Linked DNA regions of Arachis hypogaea: region 1 is linked to region 2. The links are chromatin contacts, called in public Hi-C maps. All regions are on one chromosome and are shown on one strand. Each heading gives the region's core, a stretch centred on a gene start, on an enhancer-like site or on the middle of the called end of the contact. The rest is flanking DNA. Distances are from core to core; before and after follow the strand shown. Region 1 holds the start of LOC112723221 (pathogenesis-related protein 2-like). Region 2 holds the start of LOC112723209 (SEC1 family transport protein SLY1).

Region 1 (4,832 bases), core at 454-2,953, 160 kb before region 2:
ATAATGGATAATGACTATTCTTATGTAGAATTTAAGCATTGTAAATCTTAATATTTTGTGTTATTAGTCATTATAAGACTATAAGTTAATGTTTTATGTTTAAAATGTATAATACTTTAGACTAATGCATAATATTGTGTTATTTGTATTGATTTAAATATTTGGTGTTGTTAGACAATATTAGTATTGATTGTGGTTATGCTTTAATTTTAGAGAAGGGTTGGTTCATGTTATATTTTTCTAAGTGAATTTTACCATGTCAAATAATGGTTCTTGAAAATTTAGATATTTTCACATGCTAGCTTATGTAATGTTAACGGTCCGGTTTTTCCTTAGTTTTTATCCGGTATAATCGTGGCCCGAAAATGTTTAGATTTCATCGAGTTTATAGTCGGATTTGAACCTAACAAATAGGCCCGATATATTTCGGGTCGAGTCTGAGCCATATCAAACTCGATTTTCACCCGACCAATAAAGACTCCTAAAATGAGGGATGTGACAGTAGAGTTGGCAATGATATATACAGTAGAAGAGATAAAATAAAGGGTTGAAGAAATATGGAATTAGGGATTTAAGGTTAAGGTTGGATTAGAAATTCTTTAAGATTAGAGTTAACATTAGGATTAGTTTGGATAAGGTTAAAATTAAAAACAAAAAAATAAAGAGTGGGACATAAGTGAAAGTTTTTTCAAATGTTAGAAATAAAACTGAAGCAAATTAAATTTTAGAGAGAATTTTTTTAAAATTTTAAAAATATTAAAAAAAATATATTTTCCTATCAAAATTAAAGCAAACAAACTACGAATTAAAATACTAAAATGATATTTGGATAGTATAATAATCATTCAAATTATCAAATTTCTTTGATACTAAATTTTATTGATATGAAGCTCAGACAAAGCTGCAGCTAAAGATAAAAAAAGGCAACACTTTTTTATTGCATAGAACAAAAAACAATTACTTGAAGCATGGGCACACACAAACATGCTCAAAAGAACACAACTGCGTATCAAGATGGAGCTAATAAAGTGTTCTAATATTGAGTAGGGTTGGCCAAGACGTAACCCTCAATAGCCTTGAAGAGAGCTTCACCCTTGGCCTTACCCTTCTTCATGTCTTCCTCCTCTGGCTTTGCATCTCCTTTGGAGTGGAACTTCACACTCAGCTTCCCGATGGATCCTCCGTTGGGTCCTTCTACCAGCTTTGTCTCAAATGTTATCTTCTCCGCCGTTGGAGGCAGAGCCACTCCTCCAACCACGCTGTAGTTGTATGCATAGTTAGCCTCATCTATTGCCTCCACTTTGTGCAAGATAAACTTGGTTTCTCCATCTGCATATATATCATTATTATTATTACAATTCACAACACATAATTATTATCACACATATAGTATGTATGTTTACTGAAATGAATAGTTACTGACCCTCGACAATGGTGAGTTTCTTGATGGTTCCAGGACCACCGTTTCCCTCAACGATTTCAACACTCTTGACGTCATCAATAATCTTAGGGGTGAGGGAGTCGGCATCCTTCATAGCATTGTAAAGCTTGGCCGGGGGAAGGGTGGAGGTGATTTCATCCTCGAATGTGAAGACGGCCATGATTATGAATTAAGAAGCTAAGGGAAGGAATCAAAAGAATTAGAAGTAGATGGTAAGAAGTGAGGTTAGTTTTGTAGTGTGTGGTTGATGAAGAGAGGAATGGCTTCTATTTATAGGCATATAATGGGGTCACGAGGAATGAGGATGAGATGGTGTATATGTGAACTTATGAACGTGCTGACTCATTGATACGCCGGCCATGTTATTCGTTGATTTTTCATTTTTTTTTTTCCATTGCTGCTTGGCTGAAGAATATTAATTATTGTTGGAGACTGGTTTAATTTAAGCTTTATATTGTCAAACATTGCTATCTCGGAAGCATTCATTTTCAAAGAAGGCGTTCTGTTCCATTAATATTGAATGTTCACGCATACTTGATGAAATAAATTATAGTGAAGTATTGAACACAAAACCAGAAGCAGAGCAGAATGCAATTGCATTTCAAGTTGATCAAAATTTATAGACACCACGCCCTTCTAGAATTTCCATTATTTAGTAATGATAGTGAGATAATAAAAAATCAGTTCAAAGAGGCTAAATTTTTAAATAAAAAATTAGTCTAAACAATTGAAATTTTTAAATAAAGCAAGTTTAAATAATTAATTTTTTGTTATCTTCTAAACATTATTGCTTTCATATTATGCGTATCATTTTCATTCTACACATCATATACTTTTGTTTGCTAAGTATAAAGCGTGCCTATGACTAGGAATAATAATAATAATAATAATAATAATAATAATAATAATAATAATAAATGTCTTCAATGTTAGGAAGAAAAAATATTAATACTTGGAATAAATTTAATATTTGTTCTGTTCTTGTATTCATCGTGTGATCGATGTATATCTTGATTCTTGACTATAAGAAAATTTAACTTATTCTTTTTCTTTTCTTTTGGAAATGAGTTATATTTTGTTTTTATCAAGTACAGAGAGCTGAGATAGGTACTTACAAAACTATTGTAACACTTAAGTCAATAAATTGTGTTGAGTTAAAAAATTAACTAAATTAATTAATGATGATAAATATTATTTTTGGGCATTTATCTAACTAATGTTAATTATTTGTAATTAAGCATTGCAGGCCACAAATCAATACAACAGTCTAATTGGATGAAATTAGAACAAGGCTGGTGGGCTAATAATACAAACAAAGCCCAAAAAGGAAACAAAGCTGAGAAATCAAGACGGGCCAAATGAAATGATCCGATCCAAGTCCGATAGCAAATAATTTCCTCTCACTTGTTTTCACCAAATCAACGTTCACTTTTTCCCTCTTGGTCAGAAATCACAGAAGAAAGCGAGAGAGCTTCTTTCCTAAGCTAATCACCAAAGAAGCAAGAAAAAGAAAGATTAAGCTTGAAAGACAGATGTCTAATTAACCATTTCAAACCACATCAAGCTAAGACAGAGCTAAAAGGTAACCCATTTTCTTATGCATGCATCATATTTTCTTCTCCTCTTCCCAACTCTCTGCTCAGTCCGAAATGGGATACATGGAAAAGATGCTGTTTGTTCTTCATTGCTGTGTATCTACGGTCACAAGTGAGTCTTGGGGATCAAGTATCTTCTCAATAGCCAAGATCTGAGTTTACCATTGAGGATATCTGTTTTATGCTTTTCTATGATTTTCGGTCAACAAAAGAAGGTCAGAACCAAAGTTTCTATTCTGAGAATTAATGGGAAAAAGCGAGATGGTGGGTTGGTGAAGCATAAGGCTCAAGAAGTTGACTTAGGGAGAGCAACCCAACAATATGCAAGGAGATAAAAGAAGATTTTTTTCATTCATAAAACAAGGAGAGATAACCCAGAGTATTGAGGTTTTGTTCTGCAAAGAAGCTCTCTGAAGAAGTTCATCTACTTGGACAATACTTTCTTTCAAAGAAGCATTCCGCCAAAAATAAAGAACTGAATCAGAAACATGCAAATCTGGTTTATCACATAACAAAGAGGCTGTTGAAGAGTCAATCTCCTTCATGTTTTACAGATTGTAATTTACTTTTCAATGTTTATCTTTCTGTAATTTCTAGAGTGAAAAGGCATATTGAGAGAGCTCAAGTAAAAGCCAATGAGTGGAAAGAGGCTGAGTGATACACTTGAGAAAAAAGTCTAGAATTATTTCAGATTTCTTTAGGTAAGTCTTTGTCTTGTTTCTTATACCTGTGAGGTATCCCTTTCTTAGTTGGGTTATCACTAAGAGTGAAGAGTTAAGTATTAGCATAGTCAAAGTCAAGTTAGGTTAGAACTTGAGGGTGAATGGATTGTGTCAATCCTGTAGAATTGGTGTATGTAATACTTTAACTATAGTAAAAATTCCACTACTGTTGTGGTGGAGACTGGATGTAAGTTGCATAGCACAAGGCAACCGAACCAGGATACATGATGGTGTTAGCTCTTCTCTTTTCTGCTCTGTTCTGTTTTCTGATATTCATGAGACAAAAAAAATTATCTCATAAATTTTTTGTTGCTGAGTTCAAACAGAATCAGAATTAAAAGTTTGCTTTAATAGATTAATCCAATAACATAAAAAATAGGCATAGATTCAATCCCCTTCTCTAAGTCTACTACAACCTTCAAATTGAATATTTTTTTTGAGTTATAATGAATGGAATTAAAAATGGACCTCCTTTCTATTTTTGAGTTTTTTCTTATAAATTATGAGTTTAGCCTTTTTCAATCTTCAGCTATTTATCTAGAAATCAATAATTATAATGAAGGCGATAAATTATTTATCCATTATCGACTTATAGTATTGATGTGGTTGTTTTATCTAAGGTGTACTTTGGATTTAACCGCATTATAATCACCGATCATGTTTTATTCTATTTAAATATTGCTATATCAATATGGTCTGCCATATCGATTTTCTTATGTTCTTTTCTTACATAATTAATGTTCATCCATCTTTTTAAGAAAAAAATCATGTAATTTTGTTTAATGCACAACTATCAAGAACCTTGGAATTTAAAGTAATTTAAAAATAATAGCAATATATATATATTTCTTAATTAATAAAGAGAGATGATAAAATTAAGTGATACTTTTTATGGTTTATGATGGAGAGGATGAATTTTAGTAAGAAATAAATTTTTTAAATTTAAGAGTTAGTCTTTACTATTTTTTATTTTATTTTTGTGGAAGATTAAAAAGGAGAATGACTTAGGATCAATTGAGAGACCTTAAGAAAGACTAAAACGAGAGGTAGACTCCGTTTCAAGGACCTGAGGGC
Region 2 (4,548 bases), core at 292-2,791:
GAGTGGACACAAAAATATAAAAAATTATCTCGAAGACAATGTGTTCGGTGTCCATGTTTCTGCTTCCAAACACATTTTAAATATGTACTGTCCATGTCTTTGTGTCCTATCTCCGAAAACAAACGCTACCTAGTGGTCGGAATTCAGGCTCCAGCTGTGCCAAAAGCTTATTAGTAGAATGAAACAAAAATATGCCAAAAGGTTTCATGACCATCTGCTCCCAATCTCCATTGGTGAATGAAAGTTCACTCTTGATTATGATGCCTCTATTGTCATCAGGACTTAACTTAGACTCACCAAGTTAGAAGTTTAATAGACCTAAACCATAAAAGTAAAAGCAAGCCAATAAGTCAAAATGAGAGAATCCTGAACTAAGCTTAATGCTCATGCATTTAGTTATTTTTCCTAGTTCTCTGAATAGTAAGAAGCATTTGGGACAAAATGGTAGATTGATATATTAAATGGTAAGAGGGGACATATTTCAAGAGTAGTGGACTTTCAAATTTCCATGGCAAGGCTCTAAGGAGTTGACCAAAATAGTTTTGCTGTCATATATTTTTGTTCCGATTTAACTATTGAAACAAGGCAGGTAGATAACCATAAAAATTTATAATTTATTCTAGCACAAAAGAAAAAAAATTATAAACTAAAGAGAGGAATGAAGAAGCTTATCTCGTTAATTTTTCAGCAAAACAATGAACCAAAAGACCTCCACATGATGGACTTTGGCTTCCTCAGTGGAGTCAAATTAAAACATCGATTGAAGTATTGATTTAAGTTAACATCATGTTAGTTAGCAACTACCTCCAGTTTTCGCTAAAATAATTATATATTTTAGTATGATGCTATATTGGAAGGACTATAATTTTGTTCATTAAGAAGTTTGAGCAAAATCACAATAAAGTAATTAACGTCTTCTACAAACAATAGAATCATAAAGAAAAAAACAACAAAATTGCAATCCATGAAGCCCCTTTAATATCCAAATAATCAGAAATTGAATGCAAGTACTATGTAAATTCTTATTTTAAACATTCTTCCAGTAATATAGCATGAAATTTTTAGAATTAAATCTTTGCACATACACAAAAAATTGTTATCGTACAATCTGCAATTGTGATTTTGTTGAATTTGCTTTTCATATTATAGTCATTACAGTCTTGAGTGTAGTTCTACTTAGATCTGACAAGTGATTTCTCAAAAATTGGCATTGTAAAAATTCTTACGAAATTCGAGGAGAAGCTCAGAACCACCAGCGGGGCGTCAATGACCATAGTAACACATGGTTATCCCCATCCGTGTCTTCTTGTCACCTAAACCATGTAATCTTGCTCTTTTCCTTCACCATTGTCCTCGACAACATCGATGTCATGGCCTTCTTGGCGCTAACCTTGGTAACGCCAGCATTCGGGATGATGTCGCTGACATTCGTCTAAGGAAGCATTTCTCAGATGAGCACATAGAGATAGAGTAGGGTTTCATTTTAGTCTGTCTTACCTAGATTAGCACACAAGAGGGTTTCGTTTTATTCTAAAGAAAAGGAGTGGTCTTTTTAGAATTTTGAAACATATCATATTTTTTTATTTAATTTTTAAAAATTTTAAATTAATATCATATCAACCGTTGAATTTTTTTAACATAATCCAATGATCTTAATTACACGGTGCATCAGATCAGATGTGCCCAAAATACCTAGGCTGATTTTAGACTGACCCCCATTTATTTAACATCTTTTCTCTTCGTTTCTTTGTTTTTTTCCAGAGAGTTCTCTTTCATTTGACGAGAGAATCACTCTGCTGCACTCCACTAACACACCAACCAAAATGCAAAGTGGGAAACACTCCCCCTTCCACCAACAATGCATTTACCTAGCTTCGCCCCTGGATCTACGACTAACGACTTTGTGCCAGTGCAGGGTTTGAAAACTGGATCCCAAACCAAAACCCTACGTCTAATTCGATTTTATCCATCTTCACTATTCTGCATTGCAACCATCCAATTTCAGATCCATAGAGCACAACCGACCAGCCAACCATGTCTCTCAATCTCCGCCAGAAGCAAACCGGTAATAATTTCAAATGAATGATTGCTCCATTTTCAATTCAATGCATTGTGTTTGATTGTTGGTTCATTGAATCGGCTTCAGAATGCATCGCGAGGATGCTGAACCTGAACCAGCCAATAAACGCGTCATCGACGACGGCGAACGAGGAGGTTTACAAGATCCTGATCTACGACAGGTTCTGCCAGAACATCCTCTCTCCATTGATCCACGTCAAGGACCTCCGCAAGCACGGCGTCACCCTCTACTTCCTCATCGACAAAGACCGCAACCCCGTCCACGACGTCCCCGCCGTCTATTTCGTCCAACCAACTCCAAACAACATCAACCGCATCCTCTCCGACGCATCCCGCTCCCTCTACCACTCCTTCCACCTCAATTTCTCAACCTCCATCCCCCGCCCCCTCCTTGAAAACCTCGCATCCGGCACCCTTGCCTCCGACTCCATCCAGCGGATCTCCAAGGTCCACGATCAGTACTTGGAATTCATCACTCTTGAGGACAATTTGTTTTCCTTGGCGGATAAGTCTTGTTTTGTTCAGCTTAATGATCCTTCTGCTGGGGACAGGGAGATTGAGGGGATTGTGGAGAAGGTTGTTAATGGGCTTTTCTGTGTTCTCGCCACTTTGGCTGTTGTGCCAATTATTAGGTGCCCTAGGGGTGGACCAGCTGAGATGGTTGCATCTGCATTGGATCAGAGGCTAAGGGATCATTTGTTGTCCAAGAACAATTTGTTTAGTGAGGCTGGGAATTTTGTTAACTCGTTTCAGAGGCCAGTGTTGTGTATCTTTGATAGGAACTTTGAGTTGGCGGTGGCGATTCAGCATGATTTTAGGTACCGGCCACTGGTTCATGATGTGCTTGGGTTGAGGTTGAATAGATTGAATGTCCAGGGGGAGAAGGGTGGGATGAGGTCTTATGAGTTGGATAGTTCTGACCCCTTTTGGGCTGCAAATGGGTCACTGGAGTTTCCAGCTGTTGCGGAGGAGATTGAGACTCAGCTGAATAAGTATAAGAAGGACGTGGATGAGGTGAACAAGAGGACTGGTGGGACACATGGTGCCGAGTTCGATGGGACAGACTTGATTGGTAACACAAAGCATTTGATGAACGCAGTGAACTCGCTGCCTGAGCTGACAGAGAGGAAGCAGGTTATTGATAAGCATACCAACATTGCCACCACATTGTTGAGTGAGATTAAACAGAGAGCGCTCAATAATTATGTGAAGACAGAGAATGCAATGATGAGAGGGACCCTTGAATGGAAAGACCTTCTTGGCGTGCTTAAGGGACCGGGCACCCAGATGGATAAGCTTCGTTTTGCCATCCTGTATCTTATTTCCTCTGAAACCATTAATCAATCAGAAGTGGACACTGTGGAGGCAGCACTACGAGAGTCAGAGGTTGATACTGCTGCTTTTCAGTATGTGAAAAAGATCAAGGCATTAAACGCTTCCTTTGCATCGGCAAACTCTGCCAGCAGAAGTAACATTGTTGACTGGGCCGAGAAGCTATATGGACAGTCAATTAGTGCAGTCACAGCTGGTGTTAAAAATCTGTTATCTGGTGACAAGCAGCTTGCATTGGCAAGGGCAGTTGAAGCCTTGATTGAAGGAAGGCCAAATCCCGAAATAGATTCATATCTTATATTTGATCCACGTGCTCCAAAGTCTGGTTCAGGAACAAGTAGCAGCCATTTGAAGGGACCCTTTAAGGAAGCAATTGTATTCATGATCGGTGGAGGTAATTATGTTGAATATTGCAGTTTGCAAGAGCTTTCACAACAACAGCAGCCTCCTAAGCACATTATATACGGGGCAACAGAACTCCTGACTGGAGTGGACTTTGTAGAGCAGCTTACAGTGTTGGGACAAAAGATGGGTTTGGGTAACGTTGCTTCTACCTCCTCAGCCCAGTAGTTCAGACATGGCCGTATTCACATTTCGGTTTGCCCATTTATTCTTTGGTACATAAACATTGTAGTAAGATAGGGAAATTCAATATGCTTTTGATGATCAATGTCTAGAAAGGATAAAGAGTTTTGTGCCTATATATTGCCTCTTAGATTATAAATCAAGGGAGCTGCTGATCTCTTATAGTTTCCTGTAGTGCAGCCATTTAAGCTTTTGTTCATTGTATTAAAAGCTTTTCATTTAAAAGCATGATGTCTTGCCTATAACATAATCCTCAATGCTTTCATTTCTCTGGTCATTGAATATTATTGATGTACGACTATTATGGGTTTTTGCAATTTGAATCCCATCATTCTTTTCTTATTGGTTTTTATTTGAAGCATGCACACACACAAACATGCCCCCCCCCCCCCCCCAAAAAAAAAAAAAAAAACAACTGCGAATCAACATGGAGGAAAGTGTTCTAATATTGAGCAGGGTTGGCCAAGACGTAACCCTCAATAGCCTTGAAGAGAGCTTCACCCTTGGCCTTACCCTTCTTCATGTCTTCCTCCTCTGGCTTAGCATCTCCTT

Evidence for each region. Hi-C and Micro-C count contacts between places; a contact is called where the count stands out from the background.
Region 1: a contact with region 2 is called in a Hi-C map of leaf, with 5 times the contacts expected there. The contact joins the promoter of LOC112723221 here to the promoter of LOC112723209 in region 2. A contact is called at or near these places in 2 of 8 Hi-C or Micro-C datasets (both in leaf).

What each region holds. Positions count from the first base shown.
Region 1 is chr11:143,930,924-143,935,755 of arahy.Tifrunner.gnm2.J5K5, reverse strand. LOC112723221 (pathogenesis-related protein 2-like) reads right to left here and starts at 1,703. Exons shown (of 2, transcript XM_025774485.2): 1 at 1,424-1,703; 2 at 839-1,329. The coding sequence starts at 1,601. The coding sequence ends at 1,034.
Region 2 is chr11:143,767,571-143,772,118 of arahy.Tifrunner.gnm2.J5K5, reverse strand. LOC112723209 (SEC1 family transport protein SLY1) reads left to right here and starts at 1,541. Exons shown (of 2, transcript XM_025774473.2): 1 at 1,541-2,065; 2 at 2,147-4,313. The coding sequence starts at 2,035. The coding sequence ends at 3,981. LOC112723210 (pathogenesis-related protein 2-like) reads right to left here. Exons shown (of 2, transcript XM_025774474.2): 2 at 4,239-4,548. The coding sequence ends at 4,439.